Regions from separate parts of the Zea mays genome. Here region 2 is linked to region 1. Evidence: chromatin contacts called from public Hi-C data. All regions are on one chromosome and are shown on one strand. Each heading gives the region's core, a stretch centred on a gene start, on an enhancer-like site or on the middle of the called end of the contact. The rest is flanking DNA. Distances are from core to core; before and after follow the strand shown. Region 1 holds the start of sbp7 (SBP-transcription factor 7). Region 2 holds the start of LOC100275578.

Region 1 (5,291 bases), core at 2,045-4,544:
AAGCCGAGACATAGAGCCAAAATTAATATGACACAAACGAGAATGCCAAATACTCGCAAGATCATCAACATTAGCACAAATATGGTTCACAGACTTATTATTGAAATCTAACAAAGAAAAGCGGAACAAGCCTCCGCAATCATAGCCTTTACCAATAAATTGTCCAGATTTGGACACAACTAATTTATTGGACTCCAAAACTACCTTGAACCCATCTCTACATAGAAGGGTTCCGCTAACGAGATTCTTGTGTATAGAAGGGACATGATGCACGTTCTTCAGCTGCACGATCTTTCCCGAAGTAAACTTCAGATCCACCGTGCCAGTGCCATGAACAGAAGCATGTGACCCATTCCCCATTAGCACGGAAGAATCCCGGGCGCCCTGATAAGAAGAGAACAAGTTAATGTCAGAACACACATGAACATTAGCACCAGTATCAAGCCACCAACTAGGTGATTGAAATACTGAGAAGATGAAAGGTAGATTACCATACCCTTTGTCTTCCTCATTGCTAGCGATCACTGTGTTGACATTGCCCTTTTTGCCACGGCGATCCGCTCGATCGGGACAATCCTTGGCAAAATGACCCGCCTCGCCACATGCGAAACATGTCAATTCAGCCTTGTTCTTCTTCTTCTTGAAGTTGGTAGTTTTGTTGGGCTTGTTAGATTTTGGCTTTCCTTTGCCCTTGTTGTGGTTCTTCTGAATCATGTTGGCGCTGGAGTGGCCCTCGCCTCCTTTAGATCCCGTGTCCTTTGCCCGAGCTTTCTCCTCAACATCCAGAGACGCTATCAGATTTTCAACTGATATCTCCTGTCTCTTATGTTTCAGAGCTGTGGCGAAGTTCCTCCATGTAGAAGGCAACTTTGCAATAATGCACCCAGCCACAAATCGGTCAGGAAGGACTATCTTAAGGTGGTCGAGCTCCTTGGCTATACACTGTATTTCATGAGCTTGCTCTACAATAGAGCGATTATCAACCATCTTATAATCATGAAAGCTCTCCATGATATACAGGTCACTGCCAGCATCTGATGCACCATACTTAGTAGTAAGTGCATCCCACAACTCTTTCCCGTCCGTGTATTGCATATTCGCATCAACCAGACGGTCAACAAGGGCGCTAAGAACGGCTCCCGTGAACATAGTATTGGCATGGTCATACTCTTTCTCCTGTTCAGGAGTCAGTGGACCCTCAGGTCTGCCTTTACTAACATGGAAGACATTCATAGCAGTAAGCCAGAGCGTGGCCTTGACTTGCCATCTCTTAAAGTGCATACCATTAAACTTTTCTGGCTTCAGCGCGTCGGCAAAAGCAGCCATAGGAAAACTAGGAAATTGTCTACAATAAGGTTTTTGGATTGTTGAATAATTAGACAAATTCCAATTTAAATTCCGAATATAAATCATGACTAAATCAGAAGAACTGAAATAACAAGCCAAATCAGATGATGCGTACTGATTAGACTTACTGATCGATGGCACGCGCCGGAATCAGCAGGGTCGACGATGTCGAAGTAGCGAAATCAGCAGGGTCGACGAGGTCAGCAGATCACGAGCAGTCGCGTGAAGACGCTTCCCAAAAACCTTATTCGCCCTCTCCCGGTGCAGGATCTAGAAGACGAAGGGTTCCGGAGACCTGCTCTCCTGATCGCAGATGCACCTCTGCGGTCGGGACGAAGGGAACTAAAAGGCGGCTCAGCTATGAAGAGAGGCGAAAGCGAACTGGGAGCTGGGGATGATCTGGAGGCTGGCTGCCGGGCTCCTTTTATAGGGCCGAGTCCGCGACCCCCGTGCTTATCCACCCGCGAGGGGCCGGATTTCGGCGGACCATTCACGCGCATGTCGTGCGCCCGCGCCCTTCGGCCAGGCCAGGCCAGGCCAGGCGAGGCGAGGCGAGGCGAGCGAGCGCGCGCGCGCGTGTGGCTCTCCACACTCTCTCCTCTCATCCATGACTTGGTGAGTGAGTGTGGCTTCCATATTTAAGCTAGCTCTACTCCACAAGAGCTAGCAATATAGTGCTATTGGTTCCACCTATCCCTTTGCCATCCACTTATATGGGCTTTTGAGATTTTCCTGGAATTATTAGAAATTCTTAATTGGGCCAAGCCCATAAATCCTAACACTGCCATCCGTCCGTCCACGCACACAGCGCACGCCACCCGCCTGCCTAGAGATGGCAACGGGTATAAACCGCTGGGTTTTGCCGTCCCAAACCCGTACCCGTGAAAAATATCCATGCCCATTAAAAAACCCGTACCCATGACGGGTTTGAGATTTTGCCCAAACCCGTACCCATCGGGTTAGCGGGTACCCATGGGTTACCCGTGGGTTTCATCTCCAATATACTTGTTCTTCTCATAATCAATAAGTATCGTAATGATTAATGAAATCATGATCCAAAATCTATGTAATGAACAACGAGTTCATGATTTGGTATAAAAATTATTAGTAGAGAGAATGAAATACAAATAATAAGTTGTATAATTAAGTGACCTTGCACTAAGTTATCCATCCACCACATATATAACGCTAGTAAAAACTATAATGGCAAGCAAGCAACACTCTCACCGACTACTGATACATTCATCAATTGATAAAAAAATTATGAAGTAAATAAGGAATAACAAGTTTGTTGGTCATTTATAAAATAAAATGACAATATGCACTAGGTTTGGTCGGGTTTAAAAAACCCACGGGTTCACGGGTTTGGGTACTATAGGAACAAACCCGTACCCATAAACCCGACGGGTATAGATTTATGCCCATTAACAAATCCATGGGTATGAAAATTGACCCAAACCCGTACCCTAATGGGGTAAAAACCCATCGGGTTTCGGATTTCGGGTACCCATTGCCATCTCTACGCCTGCCTCTGTTGCCGCGCCAGGACGCTACCCACGCGGGCGGGAGCAGGAGGTCCTCTTCTCCGCCCGCTTTGCGCTGCCTTGTCTGCGCTCGATTCCCCGCGGCCTCCTCCCTCTCACACACGCCTTCCCTCTAGGCTCCAGCGCCGCACCACGCCACCAGGGCGGGCAGCCCACTCCTCTCGCTGCTCCACTCCACCTCTATCCTACGCGCTCTTTCTGCCGCCGAATCAGCACTACTCATCACCCGGCCAGGGAAGAGAGATATTTTCTGCTCTGGCCCTATTTCTGGAGGGCGGGAGGGGGAGGCGGCGAGGTGACGTGACGGTTGCGACTGGCGCCGAAGACTTGCGTGAGTGGTAACTGGAACGGAATCTTTCTCCTCGACTGCTCGGTGCTGGCCTCGCCCCTGTTGCGGCGCCGCTCGTGTCCCCCTGTTGCTGCGGGCGCTGGTCGGCTCGTTTGACCTCGTCTGCGTAGATTCGTCGAAGAGGTGGGCCGTGGCTGTGGCTGAGGCTGAGTGGGGCGAGCCCGGAGGACTTGAGAAGCGATGCAGAGGGAGGTGGGCCCGCAGGTGGCCCCTCCGCTCTTCATCCACCACCAGATCCAGCCGATGCCTCCCCACGCCGCGGCCGCCGTGAAGAAGCGCGGCCAGCCGTGTCCGGCCGCCGCGGCGGCGCCCGCGGAGGCCGCTGCGGGGAACTGGAACCCCAGGCTGTGGGACTGGGACAGCCGCGCGCTCACCGCCAGGCCGTCGGCCGATGCACTCCGCCTCGCCGGTGGCCAGCCCCAGCCCCAGCCCCAGCAGGCGGCCGAGGTGCACCGTCAGGGGGCCGGAGGAAGCGGCGCGCTGAAGCTCCAGCTCGGCCCGCGGGAAGGCTCCACGGCCCCGACGGACGCCAGCCCGACGGCTCCCGCGGCGTCGCTGTCGCCGTCCCCGCCTGCTTCGGGGCAGGACCTGGTGGTCAGGCCGAGCAAGCGGGTGCGGTCAGGATCGCCAGGCAGCGCGGGCGGTGGCGGTGGCGGGGCTGCCAACGGAGGCGCGGGCTACCCGATGTGCCAGGTGGATGAGTGCCGAGCGGATCTGACCGGCGCCAAGGACTACCACAGGAGGCACAAGGTCTGCGAGACCCACAGCAAGACCATCAGGGCCGTCGTCGCCAACCAGGCGCAGCGCTTCTGCCAGCAGTGTAGTAGGTAAATGAGATTTGTTGTTATGATGCTACTGCCTAGAGTGCTAGGAGTCTGTTTTTGTGATCTGATCGGTTCGTATGGAGTGTGTGCTTGCTGGGCCAGAGACATGTTCCTGTAGCACGGATTCATGCTGCGGTTTCGGCCGGCGCCGATGTAGGCCGTGGGAGTTTTAGTTACTAATTAAGTTGGTTCTTCTGGTCAATCGATTAGATTTCACCCACTCGCGGAGTTTGACGAGGGTAAGAGGAGCTGCCGGCGTAGGCTTGCTGGGCACAACCGGCGGAGAAGAAAAACCCAGCCAGCAGATGTTTCTTCGCAGTTGCTGCTACCTGGAAACCAAGAAAATGCAGCAAATAGGACGCAGGATATTGTCAATCTAATTACAGTGATTGCGCACTTGCATGGTACTGACTGCTAACACTCCATACTCAATATACCGTTTCAGGACTTTGTGATTTTAACCAGTATAGTGGAATTTGTTGTTCGTAATGTCAGGTTCTAGCGTCGGTAAAGTGCCTAGCATTCCTCCCATACCAGATAAGCAGAATCTGGTTGAAATTATCAGCAAAATAAATTCATTCAACAATATGACCTCTGCGGACAAATCTCCTCCATCTGAAGTCGTTGATTTGGATGCTTTGCAAGAGCAACAAGTGCAACGGCAGGATTCTGTGGGGAAGACGACCAACGGAATCGACAAGCAAACTGTGCCATCAACCATGGATTTGCTAGGAGTTTTTCCAACTGGCCTTGCAACTTCAACACCTGAGACCAATACATCTCAGTCCCAAGGGAGCAGTGACAGCAGTGGTAATAACAAGAGCAAGAGCCATTCAACAGAGCCAGTAACTGTTGTAAATTCACATGATAAATCAACCCGAGATTTCTCTGCTGCTGGTTTCATGAGAAGCAACAGCACACACGAAAGCCAACCTCATATATACAAGCAGACAGAACAAGAAACCAGACCATACTTGTCACTGCAGCTGTTTGGCAGCACTGAGGAGGATTTTCCACCTAAGATGGACTCAGTGAATAAGTACTTATCTTCTGAGAGTAGCAATCCTCTGGATGAGAGATCTCCTTCATCCTCTCCGCCTATAACCCGCAAGTTTTTCCCCATACACTCGGTTGATGAAGAGGTTCGGCACCCTCATATTACAGATTATGGGGAAGATGCTACGATGGGTGAAGTTAGCACAAATCAGGCATGGTTGGCACCACCAC
Region 2 (5,291 bases), core at 1,345-3,844, 660 kb after region 1:
GAAGAGGATTTAAGTTTCTAAACTATCTATAAAGGGTTTTAATTTTGCCGTGCAGAGTATCTAGGTAGCTGGCTATAGTGCGGGTAAAACATTTACCTGTCCATCACAACATATCCGCCATCTAATTTCTACTTGCCTCCGAGCGTACTCACAAACGAGATTGCATATTAAATGGGCCAGTTGACATAAGGCACAGTGGGAGATAATATTCATATATATATTTTCAACTTGCGGATCTGTTAAGGTGACATATATTTTTCAAACTGCGGGATTTTCATATATATATATATATATGAAATATATTCAGATATATATTTTTCGTACATAAGACATATAGGTGAGATATATTTACGAATGGCTTTTGTCCAGGGTTGCATTATCTTATTCTTCTCTTTGAATGACATATGGTACAATCTATTTTTTATGTGGCGACATTGGATCTGTTTGTTTTTCAGTTTTTTTTTTCATGACAAGCTTTTATGACTTACACGCGAAGTTAGATAAAGTGATCTATATGGTTTGAGATATAGGGAGTGACGGATTAACTCGACAGGTTGATTTGAATGATCTTCATTAGCTGTCAGACGATTGATGGATGCCGCGTGCCACCGCCGACGGACCATGCGCGCCGTGCCTTGGCCGGCTGGGCTGGACCGTTCAGCTGTTGCTTTGCTGTCCGACAAAGCGCTGTTTATTACAGCTTCCACTTGTCATCCGGCTTCTATAGACAGCAAATTTTGTTACTAAAAAAATATCAAACTCTAAGGCCCTGTTTGGGAACAAAGTTTTTGAAAACCACAGTTTTTGAAATACTATACTATACTTTAGTTATGACAATATTGTAGTTTATAATACCGCAGTTTTGAAAACTGAGGTCCAGAGCTAAGTTTAGAATGCCTTAAAACAACTATAGTATTTGCAATACTTCAGTTTTGAAAACAGAGATTTTACCCAGCTTGCCAAACACCATTATGTATATAATACTGCAGTATTTGAGAATACTGCATTATTCTTCCAAAACTGCAGAAAAACTTTGTTCCCAAACACCCCCTAAATTTGTACCGCAGGCTCCACGTTTTAACTTACCCATTACTGGTCGTATCGAACTATCGGTGAAACCAAATGCCCCCTCTGTATATTCTACCAAAAAAAAAACAGAGTATGTTGTGTGAGCGGACAACTGGATATTAGTGGTACATCAAAGAGCCAGCTGATTATTAAATACTAAACAAAGAGACATTGGTTACATCTCAATACAGACCGGACTCCAAGAAGACCGTGGTACCGTTTGGTTCACATATTGTTAATGTAATGAGTAACCAAACCAATAACGTTACATTATGTTTGTTTAAATCCAATCGTAATCGATATCATACTAAAAATGGATACCGACTTATTTAAACTTGTTACCGCCGGTATTCAAGTGTGAATCAATACCATTACTATTTACGTTACATTTCGTGAACCAAACGACACCCGTGTTCCATCTTCCAACCTTGGCCACCAGTTCCTATCTACATCAATACGTTATTTGACTGTACATTGTAATATGTTATCTGACTTTGTGTACTGTTCTTACCTAGGCTGTAAGATTGACATCATCAGAAGATCTATCACATCGTTCATACTTTAAACACTACGGACTTCTTTGGATTACAGCATTGGTAAAACACAGGGATAGAAACAAAAAATATACAAATCAAGAGTTGAATGACACTTGCATTACATAGAAAAATTTTCAATAGGTTGGACCTCATGTTAAAAATCCTCCAAAATCTAACTACAATGGTCCATTCCATAGAAGTTTTACATGATTTATAAAAACTTAATCATTTGTTCTAAAGGATAGTTAAATTTTTCTACATGATTTGAATCCTTCAAAATTCCTTCGTAATTTTTATTTGGGATGTAAGATTGACCTCATCAGATGACCTATCATATTATTTATATTTGAAAATCTACTATGTCCAGCCGAGAAAACAGTATGACTATTTATGTCTAACAGTGGTGGCCGCCTTTAACATGTCACTGGTCAGTAGCATCACCGTTCCCGTCGGTCGTTTGGGTGGCCAAACAGGGGCTTCCGGCAGTCGCCACTTTGAACAGAACACGAGAGCAATGGCTCTGCCTGTTTTCCTCTCTCTCTCTCTCTAGCCATTGTATCTATTCAATTCACTTCACTGTAGAGTGCCCTGGGCTCCGGCTCCGGCCGGCTCCAAGGGTCCACCCTCCTCCGCCTCTATTCAGAATCTCCCCAATTCACTAATCACTGCTATTAAGTACGTAATTAATCTTTTTCATATTTAATTAGCTGATAACAATATTTATTACGGTACTATAAATATTATATAATTTTTTTAAACTTTGGAAAATGATGTATATAAGGTAAATAGCTCAGTTAATGGGTAAAGGGGCTGAAACTGAATAAAGAGAATAGTTGAAGAGGGAGAGACATAGAGAGAAATGAAAGAGGTGAAGTATTTAAAAATGAATAGAAGCATGGGAGATGACAGGGGGCATTGTTGGAATCAGCCTGTTGGCCACGCGGGCCCCAGCCCCGACTCCCCGAGCACCATCAGCAATTCAGCAGTCTACCAGTCCTCCCTCCGCGGCCGTCTGCTACTTCTGTGATCTCTCCTCCCCCGTCTTTCGTCTCCGGTTGCATCCCCGACGTCCTCGCCTGCGGTGAGCGACTCCCGCTCCCGCCCCCCGCCCAACTGACCGCGGATCTTTCGGCCGGCCGAAATCCCCGTCCTTCTTGGACGCCGCTCTCTCCTCTCCTGTTCTCGCTTCCGCCGCAGCGTGAGCCCGACTGTATGGGGTTAGGATAGATTCTTTCGGGAAAATACTCTCGAGGCTCCGCGGCCGCCTTTCATAGCTGGAGACGCACGAGCATCGGCATAAAAGCTCGCGTTTTCCTATCCGGGACCCCGAAATTCCGATCCTTTTTCTTCGGCAGGGAACAGTGCAAAAAGGGGGGAGGGACTGGGACATTAGTTTCTGCGCCTCACCTGCTTGATCGATCTGGCGATTTTAACCTCTTTGTCCTTTGGAGAAGTTCCTCATCTTCAGAGTCGTGTCGTGGGGCGTGCTAGGTGGGAGGGCGGGGCGGAGGAGCTGGAGGTTCCTGGTAGCGGCTGCCGCCGGCCATGGAGAAGAGGAAGCGGATCCTGGAGCTGCGGGATCGGCTGGACCGGACGCTGGCGATGCCCGACCTCGCGGAGGAGGCCTCGCTCAGGGCGCTGGTGAAGAAGCAGATCCTGGCGTCGTCCCTGCCCGGCTCCGATCAAGGTGCTTGCTTGCTCTCTTTACTTCCTCTGCTCAGCTCGCGTGGTTCATCTATTTCTTGGACTGAGTATGAGCATATTAATGGCACTGATGATTGTACCGTTTCTTCTTTTCAATGATCCGTTTGAGCCTTTATGGTCTGATTAGAGAAGGTAGGGGCGCTAGTGCTACCTGAAGGCCTTGATTGTGGTAGCGTATTTGCTGGCCTACATGTAAAAATGGTTGTCTGCTCAGTGTTTCTTGACTAGTGCTTTTGCGTGTCCTCTTTCAGGTGACATCGATCTCATTGCTGAAACGCGGGCAAAAGAAGTCTCTGAGTTTCTTGAAATGCTAGATACTTCGAGGGACGGACGATCTTCCAAGGTCCATGGGCTGCCACAGAAGGAGTGGAAGGTATGCATCAAACTGAATTTGTTAGCTCATTCATAGTGACATCAGCTCGCTGAAATAATTATTCTTTTTTTAGTTTGTGATGCTATCACCATTTTCCAGAATGCAACATTTCACTTGTGTTTGTGATTTCTATATATTATTAGATTATATGGTGCTTCAAAGTTCTCTAACCTGTTCCTCTCCAGTTTTTGGGATCGATTAGTTTCTCTTTTATGTTTCTCAGTTAGTGCTTATGAATGGCTGCAGTGATCCTTAGCTACTTTTCGTTGGCAGGTGAAGCAAGATACAGACCAATTAAGAGTGATGTACCGTGAGGGTCCAGAGGGGACACCATTTCATACCTTACTTGCTGAAGGCTTTGCAGATGGACCTATTGACGTTTGTAAGGAATTTTTAACTATCAGCTAGTCAAATACTACAGGTTCACATACTCACACTAAGGCGCACCTCTTTTCATAGGTACATGTGTGTCATGGGAATCAACTTTATACAAAAAATGGTGAGCACAAACAACGTTTTCCTCAAGTTTGTTAGAAATTAAACTTTCTCCGAAACTACACATGACATTCTCAAATTATATTTAACTTTTTCTTGCAGAATTAACGCTTCTACATTAAAAACACTTTCTTTGTTAATTATGGCATTTAGGAAGCAGAACACTTAAATACTGCAGTTCCTGACAGACACATAGATTTATCATTTTTAGTAGACTCCTTTTTTTTAACATAGCATACTTTCTACGCACGAGGTGAACTAACAGGCTTACCTTTTTCCCCCTCACTGTAGCCACATGTCCCACACCATCATACCCACGTCTAGTTAGGACCTAAGGTGTACTGGTACAACATCTAATTATAGTATTTGATAAAGATAGCCTAAAGTCCTCTGTTGCCAATAATTATGGCTGAGGTGATCCCCCACTGAGGGGTCGTGCTAGGGCTTATTAGCTATGCTATTGTTATGAGAGTTTTCCAGTCTCCAACCTTTTCCTTATCTTTTTAGGCATCTTGATTCCTTTTCTGGTATTCAACATGGGTCTGTGTCATAATTTAGTATTTTGAGTCAACCTGGACAAAATAAAGGAAAAAATATAGTCTTTCATGCACTGATGAGTTTTTTTTCTCCAGGTTTCCACAATACAACCTGCCAACTTTTAGAATTGATCAGTCAGGCTGCTTGAAAAAAGTGCGGATTGGTGAAGAGATTTGTATGGTCAGGTTGGTTGCAGATTACTTGTTACAGTTTTACTTATACTTAGGAACCAAGACTAGCTTAGTTGGTGGAGGGCATAGATATTTTCCCATACAACCTAAGTTCATTGCGGCAAATTTGGGGACCTATTTCTTCATCTTAATTCTTAGTGAAAAGCCACCAAGTCCCTCCTAGGTTGGTCAAGTATTTTTTAGAGTTTTTACTTATTCTTCAGTTTATGGTGGTTGTAGCTAATTTGTTTATTCGCTATTTGGAAGAAAGGGTGAAGGTTCCATGGCCGGTTTCAGAGAGAGAGGCTATTCTACACTATTTTGAACTGGAATATCTTAAAGAAGATGTCGTAATTGTGATAATGAAAACTGTGCGTACTTCTTCTTCTGCATTTTAAGTTCTTTTCT

What was found. A called contact is a pair of places that touch in the nucleus more often than the background predicts.
Region 2: a contact with region 1 is called in a Hi-C map of ear, with 2.5 times the contacts expected there. The contact joins the promoter of LOC100275578 here to the promoter of sbp7 in region 1. A contact is called at or near these places in 2 of 25 Hi-C or Micro-C datasets (ear and endosperm).

What each region holds. Positions count from the first base shown.
Region 1 is chr4:206,056,940-206,062,230 of Zm-B73-REFERENCE-NAM-5.0, forward strand. It overlaps sbp7 (SBP-transcription factor 7), which reads left to right and starts at 3,295. Exons shown (of 10, transcript NM_001362256.1): 1 at 3,295-4,067; 2 at 4,275-4,468; 3 at 4,560-5,291. The coding sequence starts at 3,421.
Region 2 is chr4:206,716,578-206,721,868 of Zm-B73-REFERENCE-NAM-5.0, forward strand. LOC100275578 reads left to right here and starts at 2,595. Exons shown (of 11, transcript NM_001149629.3): 1 at 2,595-2,685; 2 at 3,096-3,291; 3 at 3,560-3,681; 4 at 3,955-4,063; 5 at 4,141-4,180; 6 at 4,809-4,898; 7 at 5,155-5,254. The coding sequence starts at 3,150.